Regions from separate parts of the Danio rerio genome. Here region 2 is linked to region 1. Evidence: chromatin contacts called from public Micro-C data. All regions are on one chromosome and are shown on one strand. The core of a region is the stretch at or near the end of the contact, and the rest is flanking DNA. Distances in the headings are between cores, read along the strand shown.

Evidence for each region. A called contact is a pair of places that touch in the nucleus more often than the background predicts.
Region 2: a contact with region 1 is called in a Micro-C map of caudal fin, with 2.1 times the contacts expected there. The contact joins two enhancer-like sites. A contact is called at or near these places in 2 of 18 Hi-C or Micro-C datasets (caudal fin and an unstated tissue).

Annotation. Positions count from the first base shown.
Region 1 is chr18:46,021,063-46,028,005 of GRCz12tu, reverse strand. The region is part of intron 4 of nectin1b (nectin cell adhesion molecule 1b); the gene reads right to left. Among named protein-coding and RNA genes, the nearest start is that of nectin1b, 190 kb to the right of the region's middle. Within about 2 kb of position 4,210, at least 15 of the 62 cell types and tissues checked have an H3K27ac peak or open chromatin away from gene starts, as enhancers often do. A contact at or near this core is called in caudal fin, where this site is marked.
Region 2 is chr18:46,086,399-46,093,492 of GRCz12tu, reverse strand. All of the region lies in intron 7 of nectin1b (nectin cell adhesion molecule 1b), which reads right to left. Among named protein-coding and RNA genes, the nearest start is that of nectin1b, 250 kb to the right of the region's middle. Within about 2 kb of position 2,677, at least 6 of the 62 cell types and tissues checked have an H3K27ac peak or open chromatin away from gene starts, as enhancers often do. A contact at or near this core is called in caudal fin, where this site is marked.

The DNA.
Region 1 (6,943 bases), core at 2,961-5,460:
TGATGTTCACACAAACGTCAACCAGATTTATCCCTTTGTGTTTATATCATGAAACCCTTTACAAAGTCCACACCATCACTGTAACATTTACACATTTGGTAGATTTGATCCTGGCTTACTTGAATTTAAGGTATGCCTTTTGTAAACTCATTCCCTGAGAATTAAACTCTTGACTGTGTGATTGCTAGCATACCTAGCATTAATTGCAGGATTGCCAAACTGGCTAGAGTTTAGCTGAAGAGTTTGCCTAAAGAGCTTTTTTTTTTTTTTTTTATTGGTTATTAAATTCATTTAATTTTCCTTAGTCCTTATTTATCAGGAGTCACCACAGCGGAATGAACCACCAGCTATTCCTATTCCAGCTGCAACCCAGTACTGGGCAATACAAATGTTCACCAAGTATTTTCTCTAATTGAAAAGCTAATGAAAATTATTTCAGAAATATTGGCTTAATTAATTTAAATACGATTCAGATTTAATCTAGATTTGATTTGGATGTGATTTAAATTTGAGTTAGATATAATTCTGATTTGATTTGGACATGATTTGGAATTTGATTTTGATATAATTATGATTTGATTTGATTTTGATTTTATTTCGATACGATCCTGATTTGATTTGGATATGATTCTGATATAATTTAGATTTGATTTGGATATGATTTCGATTTGATTTGGATATGATTCAAATTTGATTTGGATAGGATTCTGATTTGATTTGGATATGATTTAGATTTGATTTGGAAAGGCTTTTGATTTGATATGGATATGATTCAAATTTTATTTGGATATGATTATGATTTGGATATAATTCCGATTTGATTTGGATATAATTCCGATTTGATTTGGATATGATTCCGAATTGATTTGGATATGATTCCAATTTGATTTAAATATGATTTTGATTAGATTTGGATATGACTCCGATATGATTTCAATTTGATTTGGATACAATTCTGATTTTATTTGGATAAAATTCTGATTTGATTTGAATATGATTTCGATTTGATTTAAATGTGATTTGAATTTGATTTGGATATGATTTAAATTTGAGTTACATATGATTCTGATTTGATTTAGAAATGATTTAGATTTGGATATGATTGTGATTTGATTTGGACATAATTTTGACTTTATTTTAATAGGATTCTGATTTGATAATCATATGATTCCGATTTTAATTTGTGTTGCGACAAAATGAAGAAATTAAGTTAACTGAAACAGTGTTCAGTTTTGAACACTGAACATAAAACAATTAGGTTGCTCTTGTTTAGCTTATTTTAAAAAGTAGTTTGAACAAACAGCAATCACCATTGTTAGAGTGCAGGTATAAACAGCCCCAAAGTGTTAAGCTGCAGAGTTTAACTTCTACCCAAATTAAACACACCTGGTCCAGCTAATCAAGTCCTTCAGGATTAAACCCTGCAGGTAGGTGTGTTTGGAGTAAGATTGAAACTATAAACTCCTCAGTAAAAACGGAGTTCGACACCACTGCTTTAATGCTTTTCATAATCAAAATTCCATGTAAAAAACTTCCAAATACAAGTCTACAAGCATAATTAAGACTTTTTTTTCCATAATTTATGCATTTAGTTCGACAATGATCAAAGGTAACAATTTACACCGCTGTGGGGAAACAAGTATTGAGTTCCAGTTAACAACTTGCTCATATTCCCAATCCAGCCAACTCTTTTGGTTATCAACAATGGAATTATTAATTTTTCATATTTAGCAAAAGCGTCCACGCAAATGACTTGTTTTGTAATTGTAATGCTATGGCTTTAAAGATTAAATATGCAGGCAGCACAACAAAAACAGCCCTGATGAATATGTATGAGTTCTTCCAAGCCAAGCGGCCCGATTCGCTCAGCCGAAATCAAGTGAACCTTATAGTGACCTACTTAAAAGAATGCCAGATGACAAGGCCATCTCGTGCTTTTTCATCTTGCAGTCTAGTGAGGCAGAAATCCCCACGCTGCACCGTATTTTAAACAGGCCTTCTTATCAACGAGGCGTAGGCAGTCCTCGGGGCGGCACAGGGTTTGGTTGATTAGACCTGTGAAGGGCAGGGCGACTCTATAGTCTCCCACACTGGACCATACCGCTGCCACCGCTTCTGTTACTAATGATGTGTACCACCTAGGGCCGCATGATAGATGCATACATGAAACGGTCAAATTGGCAACATTTTATTTTTCTGCAATACAAATTGCAATTCACAAGACTGCTAAGATGCATTTAACGGATATCAGCATCTTAAATCCTTTAAAGTTTTCTAAAGTTTTTGATAGTTAGTTTTTTTTTTTTTTTTTTTTTTAATGGTATGAACATTTATGTTTTTATGTATGTATTGCATCATGTTTTCATCAAATAACAAAAAAAAACTCATTACAGATTATGTGTGGTGTTTCTAATGCAGCATCAATGGGGCAGGGCAGTAAATTTGACATTGTTTTCTCTTCTGGCTTTCTGTTATCAGTCTCATACTATTTTTTTTCCTTTTTCTTAAAGTCTTGATAACACCATTGTGGAGTTTTTTTGTTCATTATCTTAGAAAACTGGATTGTAATAACAATATTTGTTGTATTATCCCATTCACTGCGCTCTTTATCCAACTATGACGACTACCGCTATTGAGAAACCTGGAAATGTGAAATATATTAAGTATACTTTCACCAGATGGCACAAATGGCTCTGTTTGATTAATTTGTATGATTTTTATGGGAGTGCATCTGAAAAAACAAAAAAACAAAAAAAAAAAAAAAACAATAGAGCAAATGAAATGATCAGTATCCTATGGTTTTCTGGTATTCTAGCAGAATTGAGGCAGAAATTGAATAATAATTGTATATAATTATGTATATGAAATAATAATAATTACAATAATAATTGTAAAATAACACTCCATTGCATTTGTTGTATTTTATGAATGGGCGATTAATCAAATGGAATTTGCAAAGACTCAAAAAAAAAAAAAAAAAACGGCTTGATTTGTGGTAAATCTCCTCGAAAAGCCAGAGGGCATTCTCGCAGAAATCCAAAAACCTATTCAAGTACACACAAAGAAACCTGGGAGATCCTTTGGGGAAAACAGAGGTTGCAAAATAAACCGAAGATTTAAATGGTTTCAGTTAATCAGCGTAACTTTGAGTGTTTGAAGTATTTTCATAGTTGTGTTTATTAGTTAAGGCGAGTTTTGTGTTAAAAATCACCTTATTTTTAAATGTTGCAATTTCACATGCAGCATTTAATCATAGCCATAGTTCATTGATTAATTAAATTGGATTTGCAAAGACTCAAGAAATGGCTTGATTTGCAGAAAATCTCCTCCGAAAAGCCAGAGGGTGCTCTTGCGGAAACCCAAAACCTTATTTAAGTACACACAAAGAAACCTGGGAAATACCCTGGGGGGAAAAAAGAGGTTACAAAATAAACTGATTATTTAACTGCTTTCAGTTATTCAGCTTAAATAATAAACGCACGACTACAATGATTTTAAACACTAATCTATAGTTTTAAGGTGAGTTTGGTGTTAATACACCTTATTTTATGTTGCAGTTTTACATGAAGCCATAGTTGATTGACAAGCTACGCAAACAGCTGCCATTAAATCGCATAATTGTTATCGCAATGTCATTAAATTCTCATTTAAACCAACGTTAATAGGATTCTGATGTTATTACAACCTTTAAAAAAAAAATAAATAAATAAATAAATCACGGTTTTGCGGTATTGTGATTACTGCTTTAAAATGTTAATTTTAAATTTCCGGGTAATAAACAACATTTTTTTTCCCTATTAAACACTATATATTTTATTTTAAGAAACATTTTTAAATATTTTGGAACAGTAAACGTCATTTAAAAAATCATTGACTTCTGCTATCTACGTTAGTTTCATAAACCGATTTCTGTACAATTTGAAAAGGCATCTTTTGGATATGATTCTATTCAAAACTGGTCTAAACTGTTATCGTTCTATGCCTAATATAATATACACACATACAGTACATTTAATCTTATAATGTTACAAACAGTATAATTCCTTGTGTCTGAATGCTTTGAACTGGCTTGAAATGCTCAGTCACCAAAAACACATCCCTATGATAAGCCTAATGGTAAATGTATGGCTAAACTTGCAATGCAATGACTCATGCATGCTTTCAAATGTGGCCCCTAGTCCCACCTTCTAGACTCTTCTGCTTCCCACCGTGCCGCTCACAGCACTCCGCTTGGCCAGTGGACTGTGACAAGTCTGGGGCTCCAAGGTTGTTTGTGCCACTACCGAGCCAAGCCTACAAGGCAAAGGTGACACTTAAACCCGCTGCCCAGCCTGACCAGATGGCAGCTGTTTCTTTAATCAACAAAGGTGTCTATAGATGACACTTGGCATATGCGCCAGAGAGGAACCTGTTCTGCATTCGGGAGTAATGAAATGCAGGTGTGCCAGGAAGTCAGCGATAGTAAAGGCCAAACGAAGCATCGCGACAAGCAGCAACATGACTTTTTCTACGACGCCCCAAAGGCTCACAAATGGCGGCTCTCTCTGATCGTACGCTTCTCATTAATAGGCTCACAAATGACGCATATGTTTCTCAAGAAGAGGGCGCAGCGGTTAAACCGCAGGGGAGGCTGGCCACTGTGAAATTTCATGAGGTAGCGGTGGCTTTAACCCACAATGGACGACTGAGTCAAGACACGCTCATCTGTTGAATAGCTCTGATGAAATTCCATACTAAAGCAGTCCGTGTCGGTTTGAGATTTTCTTGCAATCATTTCTCAGTACATGACTCAAAGATCAAATCCCACAATCCCCAGGCCTTTGCTTCTGGGCCGCCGGAGGGAAATGAGACCCATGAAGGTCTTGCTTCTCAACAGGGTCACTCAATAGTTACTGAAAACGGTGGATCAATGAACCCATTGTACATTTTCTACAGGCAGTGGCATGGTTGTTAGAAAAAAACTGCACAAACAGACGGTGGGAAAGGCTGCCAATGCCTCAGAGGAGTTTGTGGTGTCCACCACGCTGCGCTTTACACTAGTCAAGACAAAAGAAAAAATTACAAAAACACCTAGTTAAGACACGTTGTTCAATATTAAGGATGATTCAGCAATACATCCTCACCACTACAGAATGGTTGGGAAATAGCTGATGAATAATGTAAAAATGTGGTTACTCTTGTCTACAAGCCAAACCAACACAACTGGACCTGACAAAAGGTCATGAAATTGCATGGTCATCAGCAGTTTAAAATGTTCTTCTCCATTTAAAGTCTATATTTAATTTAAAAAAAAATAATAATTTAATTAAATTAGTGAATTTAATCCAAATATATGTGATTTTTATAACTTGATTTTAACTAGATGTATCGTTTGTGTATGATTGTCTGTTAACTGATTTTTTAACAGATTTTTTTGGTCACGCTTTATTTTGATGGTCCATTTGTTAAGTTTAAGTTACATTGTATCTACATGCCAACTAATTCTCATTAGGCTACGAGTAGACTGTTAGGGTTGGGGTTGGGGTTGGGGTTAGTGTAAGTTGACATGTGCTTGCAAAGTTTCTTATAGTCAGTTAAATGTCTGTATCAACAATCTATAGTCTGCTAATACTCAACTGGACCATCAAAATAAAGTGTTACAGTTTTTTTTAAATCCATGGTTGTGGATAATATATCTTTTTATCTTGTTATAAGTAAGATTATGATGGAAAATAACAAAACAATAACTGCAAACGTTAATGGGATAGTTCAAAAAGGAATAACCAGCAAGACATTTAAACCAGAACCAGCAAGACATTAAAAACAAAAATGATGGAATTGATGAAGTATGTTTATATGGAGACCAATAATCTGAATAGGTTTAAGACAATACTCTAATTAAGTGTCTATATGTTAAGGGTCTACATGAAAACAGAGACTTTTGGCTAATTTAATCTCAATTTAAAATCGATTAAGGTCATAAACCCAACAGAAATCGAAATAAGACATGGAGTATGTTGATTTTAGATGCATTATTGAAGTGCAGTACAGACATATAAACACAGCAATCATGAAACGTTCCTGGATGAAAGTGAAAGTGCCAAACTGCAGTTAAAGTCTACAAATTCAAAATGAAACACCTGAAATTACATGAAAATCAGTAGGAAATGTGGATTGTGTGGTGAAGCAATAATGTTAATCAAATTGTGCAAAACGTAAAACAGGATCATGAAAGGAACGTCCAAATAGCAACTAATGTAAACGCCTTAATCATATTATTGTCTTATTCAGATTAAGGCAAATAACTTGTTTACTGATATCTATGTAAACATAGTCATTGACTTCCATTGTTTGTTTGTTTTTTTCCTACTATAGAGGTCAAATGCTACAGGTTTCTAGCATTCTTCAAAACCTCAAGCAGATTTGTAATAAGTCAAGGGAAAGTAAATGTAAATGTAAATTTTGGGGTGAACTATCCCTTTAAGGTTGTTCTCCATTCAGGAATTAACTAAACACCCAAGTAGAGCTGCAAAATTAATCGTGAAATGATTGTGATCTCGATTCGATCCCCTAGACGATCTTAATCCAGCATTTCTATGATTCTGTCAATCATATTTTCAAGTTCAGGAGAGAAGCAAAGGTGGCCGCACAAGTCTTCACATTGTTTTACATACGTTGTTCAGCAACGTGGACACCTCCAAATGGTGTTGAAAGAATCACATGCTGTATTTATAAGATATAATTCAACTCAAAAATGACTGCAAAATCACATGTGACGTGAGCTGACCGTCAGCTGTTACCACAGGGAGGGTTGGCGCACGCGTGCTCGTCTCATAAAGAAGTTTACTTAAGTGAACAGAACCTGCATATGCTTTGAATAACAGGTAATCTAGTTGTAAATAACATTCAGTTTGTGGCACAGAGTGATCGTTTGGGAGCCGCGCAGGAAGTGAACCGCTCTTAA
Region 2 (7,094 bases), core at 1,428-3,927, 67 kb before region 1:
ATGAACCATCAATAAAAAAACTAAATCCCTATATATGGCTGTCCGAGTTAGCCTACTACTCAAGTAGGAACTACTTTTGAATTTAAATTTACCACATTACTATTTCAAAATTATGTTTTATATATGAAACATTTGCCATTTGTCATTATCAGCTACCAGCTTTAGTTGTGTTGCATCACTTCTATTCATGAATTCTCTCACATGGCATTACGGGATAGCGTAGTATCCATTGGATGTGAAGGTAATCTTATCATCTACTATTTTTCAAATACTATGAATAACTATGAAACAGACACACTACTAAGCTTGAATATTATTTTTCACATACTACATAGTAGGGAACTATATGATTTTCTACGCAGTTTATGCCTTACCTCTAGCTCTGATACAAGTTTTATTTATAGACGAAATAAAAAAGGTATTGCTGTTTTTGGCTGTTGTGTGTTTGTCCAACGCAATCTCACGGCAATGCGTACCTTTTTGGTTTAGTGGCTAATTCGTATGAATTCGTACAATCTAATTCATACAATTTACTACGATTTGCTCATCCCCCAATGAGAGTTGGGGTTAGGGGTGGGGTTGGGTGCCACGCCTCCTTTTTAAAATTGTATATTTTTTTATGATTGAACTACTTAAAATACTTAAATTTTCTCATGAGATCAGGCTGGTTTGTCAGAGAATAATAGTTTACCGTTATAACTTAAATGTATATAACACACATTTTGTTGCTCTCTGTTTGTGCACGCCTACATTTTAAATAAACAACCTGTGTGAGCAAAATACATGATATGCGAATAGTCCATCTGAACTACAGTAAGAGTCACGTCATGGCAGTGGGGTGAGTAAATGATGACCTATTTGAACTATCCTTAAATAGTTGCTTGGTACACGCTTTAACAATCGCATACTTTAAAGGGTGTTTGAAATTGGCAGTTTGATCACAACAAACTTTGGTCCAACACCTCTGTTAGAACACTGCCATCCAGAGTTCACCGAACAGTTTCAATCTGGAATATAGCTGAGGCCCACATTGGTCCACTTTCGATTGAACTTTGGAGTGGTTGGACTAAATTATGAATCCAGCAGGGGAAAGCATTTCTATCAAATAAGCACACGTGTAAGTTTTGTTAACAAATTCTGGTTCACTTGATAAAAGGGCAGTGCGAAATAGAGCTACATGAAAAAAATAAATAAATAATAAATAAATAAAATAAAAAAAAACAACAACAACATTGTGTTTGGTCTGGACCACAGCAAGTGAAGGAATGGACTTACACCCTTAGCATTTTCAGAGCAAGACATATGAAACAGTTAATCTGCTACTTAAGAAAGCAGTCAAGCATTGAAGTCTACCATTTATTCAGGTCAACAAAAGGGTGAGCACAGAATAGATGGTAGAAATTAGGTCATGTCTCATGTCTTCAGAGCAGAATATATCATGCATATGATACATTCACATCATGTTGAATCTGATGAAAGAGCCACATCTGAAGTTGTTCATGAAACTAATAAAATGTGATGTTATTTCGACAAAAAAGCCTATTGATTTAACACAGTGAATAATTGATTATAATGGACATTTTTCAAAACGGAAACTATAAAATTCCCCGCCTGATTAACAACAAGCAATTAATTGTGATTATTGGAGTTTGCATGTTCTGCCATGTTGACGTGGGTTTCTTCCAGGTGCTTGCAGGTTCCCCCACAGTCCAAAGACATGCGCTATAGGTGGATTGAATAAACTAAATTGGCCATAGAGTATGAGTGTGAATAAGGGTGTATGGATGTTTCCCAGTACTGGGTTGCAGCTGGAAGGGCATCCAATGTAGCGACCCCTGATGAATAAAGAGACTAAGCTGAAAGAAAATTAATGACTAAATGTGGTTATTGGTTTTAACGTAAAACGACATGTTGGAGCAGTAGTGTCTTTTACACTAATGCTATTGTCAGCGATTCAGAAAAGCAATAAGCCATTCATGTGTTCCATTGATTTTACCAAGCTGTTGTTAGGCATGACGCAAAAGCAGAGCAATGACTAGTAAAAGTTCAATTACTAAATGTACAACCCTCAACAGCACACACCACTACCTCAATCCCCAGACAATTTCACGCAAAACTTCTCCTGGATTGAGTTTTAGTCCTTTCTTTTTTTTAAGCAGAGGTCATCTGTCTCTTTTCTATGTTGCTGTAATATTCATTCCCCTTCGGATGGGGAACTCCAATGCTATGTGGAACCTTCCACAATATGACGAAAACCCCATATTGTGGAAGGTTCCACATAGCATTTCCGTTCCCCCCCTCGGGGAACGAGGGTTACTTTAGTAACCGTAGCGTAACCTGGCTTAGGACAGAGTCTTTAAGACAGCTTTCAGGCCCAAAATACAAGCGATTTTCTAAATGCTGACTGCTGCAGAGCAATCTGATAAGATGCAGCAGACGGAAGACAGGAGGAGAGATAGATAAGGAAATATGTCACAATGAGCCGTCTGAAGATAAACTCTAGAGCGTGAGTGCTTATGACTCTTCTGCTCGCTTTATGATATATTTATGCTAAGAATCTCTCGGGCATGTTTTGATAGCTGGGAAATTATCGCAATTCTGAAAGTGAAAGTGTATGTATGTGGGAGAGACAGAACGAGAGAGTGTGAGTAGTTACATCATATTTCAATGTGACATCTGAAACAGGAGATTTATTTCATATAGACGTGCTTAGTCAGACTGTTAAGTAAGTCTGCGTAAAGTCTGGCCCAAATGGTTGCTTATTTGAGCCAAGAATCACCCACTTACACAGGAGGAGATTGTTTGGCTGACGTGTAAAGCAACCAATCAGTTTGATTAGCTTTTACAAGTAGTCTTAAAGGGATCGTTCAACCCAAAAATGAAAATTTGATCACTGTTTACTCACTTTAAAGTGATTTCAAACCTTTATAAGTTTATTTAATCTGTTAACTACAGATATTTTGAGGAAAGCTGATGACCTGTAACCACTGGATTTCATAATAAAGATAACAAATACCATGGAAGTCAGTGGTTGGAGGTTTCCAGCTTTCTTCAAAATACTTTTTAAGTCAAACTGGTTTGGGACCAGTAAACAGTGAGTAAATTATGACAGAATTTTCAGTTTTGGGTGAACTATCTCTAACTAGCTTTGTGGTAAACTACAGTGTTTCTCAACCATGCTCCATGTCTCCTTAACCAAACACACTGAATTCAGATCATCAGACCATTAGCAGATACTGAAAGACCTGTAATGAGTGTGACATAGAAAAGAGACATCCAAAACATGCAGTGTTGGTGGTCCTCCAGGAAAGTGGTTGAGCAGCACTGCTGTAATATTTGTTTCAATCTGCAATACACTTGAGGCCCACATTGGTCCACTTTCAATTGAACCTGGAATTGTTTGAACTAAATTATGAATCCTACAGGGGCATTGAACATCTAAAATTTGAACATGATGTCTCAAGATTTGGCCATAAAAAAGACAGAATGCTCAAGCAAATAAAGTCAAACTGGTTTAGAACAAGTAAAGGGTGAGTAAATGATGACAGAATTTTCAGTTTTGGGAGAACTATCCCTAGCCTGCTTTGTGGTACACTCTTAAACAATCACATATTAGGTTCATGATTGGCAGATTTAGTTTGATCGCAACAAACCTTTGTCTGATTGCTCTGATAGAATACTGTAATACAGTGTTTCTCAACCATGCTCCATGTCTCCTTAACCAAACACACTGAATTCAGACCATCAGCTCATTAGCAGATACTGAAAGACCTGTAATGAGTGTGACATAGAAACGAGACATCCAAAACATGCAGTGTTGGTGGTCCTCCAGGAAAGTGGTTGAGAAGCACTGCTGTAATATTTGTTTCAATCTGCAATACACTTGAGGCCCACATTGGTCCACTTTCAATTGAACCTGGAATTGTTTGAACTAAATTATGAATCCTACAGGTACAGAAAAAATCTAAAAAAAAAAAAAAAAAAAAAGAATATGATGTCTCAAGATTTGGTCATAAAAATAACAGAATGCTCAAGCAAATAAAGTCAAAAAGTAAAGGGTGAGTAAATGATGACAGAATTTTTAGTTTTGGGTGAACTATCCCTAACTTGCTTTGTGGTACACTCTTAAACAATCAAATATTAGGTTCATGATTGGCAGATTAGGTTTGATAACAACAAACGTTGTTCCAACTGCTCTGTTAGAATACTGTAATACAGTGTTTCTCAACCATGCTCCATGTCTCCTTAACCAAACACACTGAATTCAGACCATCAGCTCATTTGCAGAGACTGATAGACCTGTAATGAGTGTGACAGAGAAAAGAGACATCCAAAACATATTTTCTAAGTACGTGGTTGAGAAGCACTGCTGTAATATATATTTCAATCTGCAATATAGTTGAGGCCCACATTGGTCCACTTTCAGTTTAACCTGGGATTGTTTGAACTAAATTATGAACCCTAGTGAGGCATAAAAAATCTAAAAAATAAATATGATGTCTCAAGATTTGGCCATAAAAATGGCAGAATGCTCAAGCACACTTGACTTTTATTATTATAGTCATAATGTTTCCCATTAATACAGATGTTTTAAAACATCTCTCCTTGCCGGGGGTGTTGCTAGGGATTCTGATCCCAATGCACAGATCTTAGCTCTGGGCCCCCTCAGTAGAAATCATGTTTGGACAGATGGGGGAATTATCCCACTTGATCGTAATAGGATCCCAGGTCGGAAATCATGGCACTCCCCCAGTGGAAATCATGCTCCTTCCACCTTGGTAGAAATCAATGAACCACCCTCAGACATCACTGTAGGTCCTATTGTAGGAGTATTTTTCATAATTGTAATTTTTAGTTTTTTTGTGTGTGTGTAATGAAAGAATTCCTCCTTTTATAAACTTTTCATGAGTTCTCAAATGATAAGTACATCCCAGGCTTATTCTGAAAACATACCACTATATACATTTTTGGGAAGCGCCAAATGCATCCCAAGATGTATACTTTTAGCAGCTTTTGTTTTCGCGAATCTACCAGAGATCGGTGTGTATTCCACCAGTGAGACCAGTGAGTGCCATTCACACATACTGTTCTCATGTAAATCTGCCAAAGGCCGCTGTCAACTGACTGAATGACTGACTAACCAACCAACAAACTGACCCACCCACCCTTCTCCATCCCTAAACCCAACCAATAGTGTTTTCAAAAGCAAAGATTGACCCATCCACCCACTTCTCTAAACCCAACCGACAGTTTTAAAAAGGGTCCCAGAAAAAGAAAAGCCTTCTCCTGACCTTTGCAACATTATCACCCTCTTATTTACTTGTTTATTTGACTTTTTGGCTTCTGTTTTTGTCTTAACCACTTTCTGGAAATGTTCTTCAGCATGTTTTGATGCTCTTGTTATTATTATTATTTTTTGATTCTGAGAAAAGCACAATATAAATAAAATGTATTATTATTATCATTATTATTATTATTATTATTATTATAACACAATATTTCAGTGATTTAATTTTTTAAAAAATGTTGTTTTTAAGATTTAGGACATTTTAAGACCCAGTGGATACCCTGAGTATCATTTAGAACTTTCAGTTTTGTGTGAACTATCCCTTTCATATTTACCTTTAAAGTACCAATATATACCTTTAACACCTTTGAAAAGATACTGCCCTGGTGACAGCTTATATATCCTATTTTCTGTGCCCACCAATCAGATAAGAGCTAGCTGGACCATGAAAGCACTTTATATTTTTTTCACAAAATACTTCACGACAGTTTAAGCCTTAAAGTATATGGGAATCAGAAGTCTCAACTGACTTTACTTCAGCATTATGACAGACTTCCCAATGAAACGGAATATTGAATGAGATAAAATGGAGAATGAAGCTTGATTCGGCTTACATCTTTTAGCTTTACCAATCTCTGGCTCACAGCAGACTGACGGCTGGAGAAAAAAAAAATTTTCTATCCAAACTAAAACGGAACACCATATGATTGATATTACAAAGACATTTCTTTAGTGGATTAACTCGCACTAATTAACTATTCCTCACCGGACCAGTAATGCATGCTTACAAAGTAAATAGGTTTTAATTGATTTCATGCTCAGTTTAATGCAAAAATGTGCTTTCTTTCATCTTAAATGAACACTCTTATAGGAAATAGGCTCATAATACAAGTCCCCTAGAGTTTAACACATGAGTTTGACCTTTTTTTGAATCCATTCAGCTGATCTTTGGGTCTAGAGGGAGAACTTTTAGCTTAGCTTAGTTCTTTGATTATTACGCCAGAATGTTGAGTATGAGCATAGTTCCTAGACATGTCGACCTAGAAAATAGCAACTTTTAATTTATCATCGGTTAATTGCACAATTCTGGCTAAAATGAGATTTTATTTGTTCCCTTAAAATCAAGATTACAATTTTCTCACAATTCTGTAGATGTAAAATAAAGGTTAATACGAGTAGGCTATTATTATTATTATTATTATTAATTCTCAAACATGGTAAAACAACAATAATAATATTAGGCCTATATGTAGCTCCACTGTTGGTTAAAATGCTACATTTTGTGTAAACTTGGAATGATGGACTTGAATTGACTTTAAATGTGTCCTGGTTGTTAATGCACAGTAGTAAGTGATACAACTATTCATAATTCTGACGTTGAATTATTATGTTTGAGACATACTGTATGCTTGTCATTTGTCATTGACAACATTATTAGACCAATTTTCTTCACTGGTAAAATGAGACTGTTTGTATTATCAGATTCCCTCTTGCATTATATTCAACATTATATACCGTAGGCTAGGTTAGTTATACTGACCCAGTGAACATTTATTTTCATGCACAACAATTTGTACTGGCTATGAAAAAATAAAAAAATAAATAAATAAATATTAAAATTAACTGCATATTAAAATTAACTTTAATATGCAGTATGATCATGATGTGCACGTTTTCGGTTTCACTTTCACTGCCGAGCACTGTTCATGTCATGGCTGTCGTCACTTCAAAAAAAAAACAAAAAAAAAAACTGAATGTTATTGACAACTTTATTTCCTGTTATTCACAGCCTATGCAGGTAGTACAC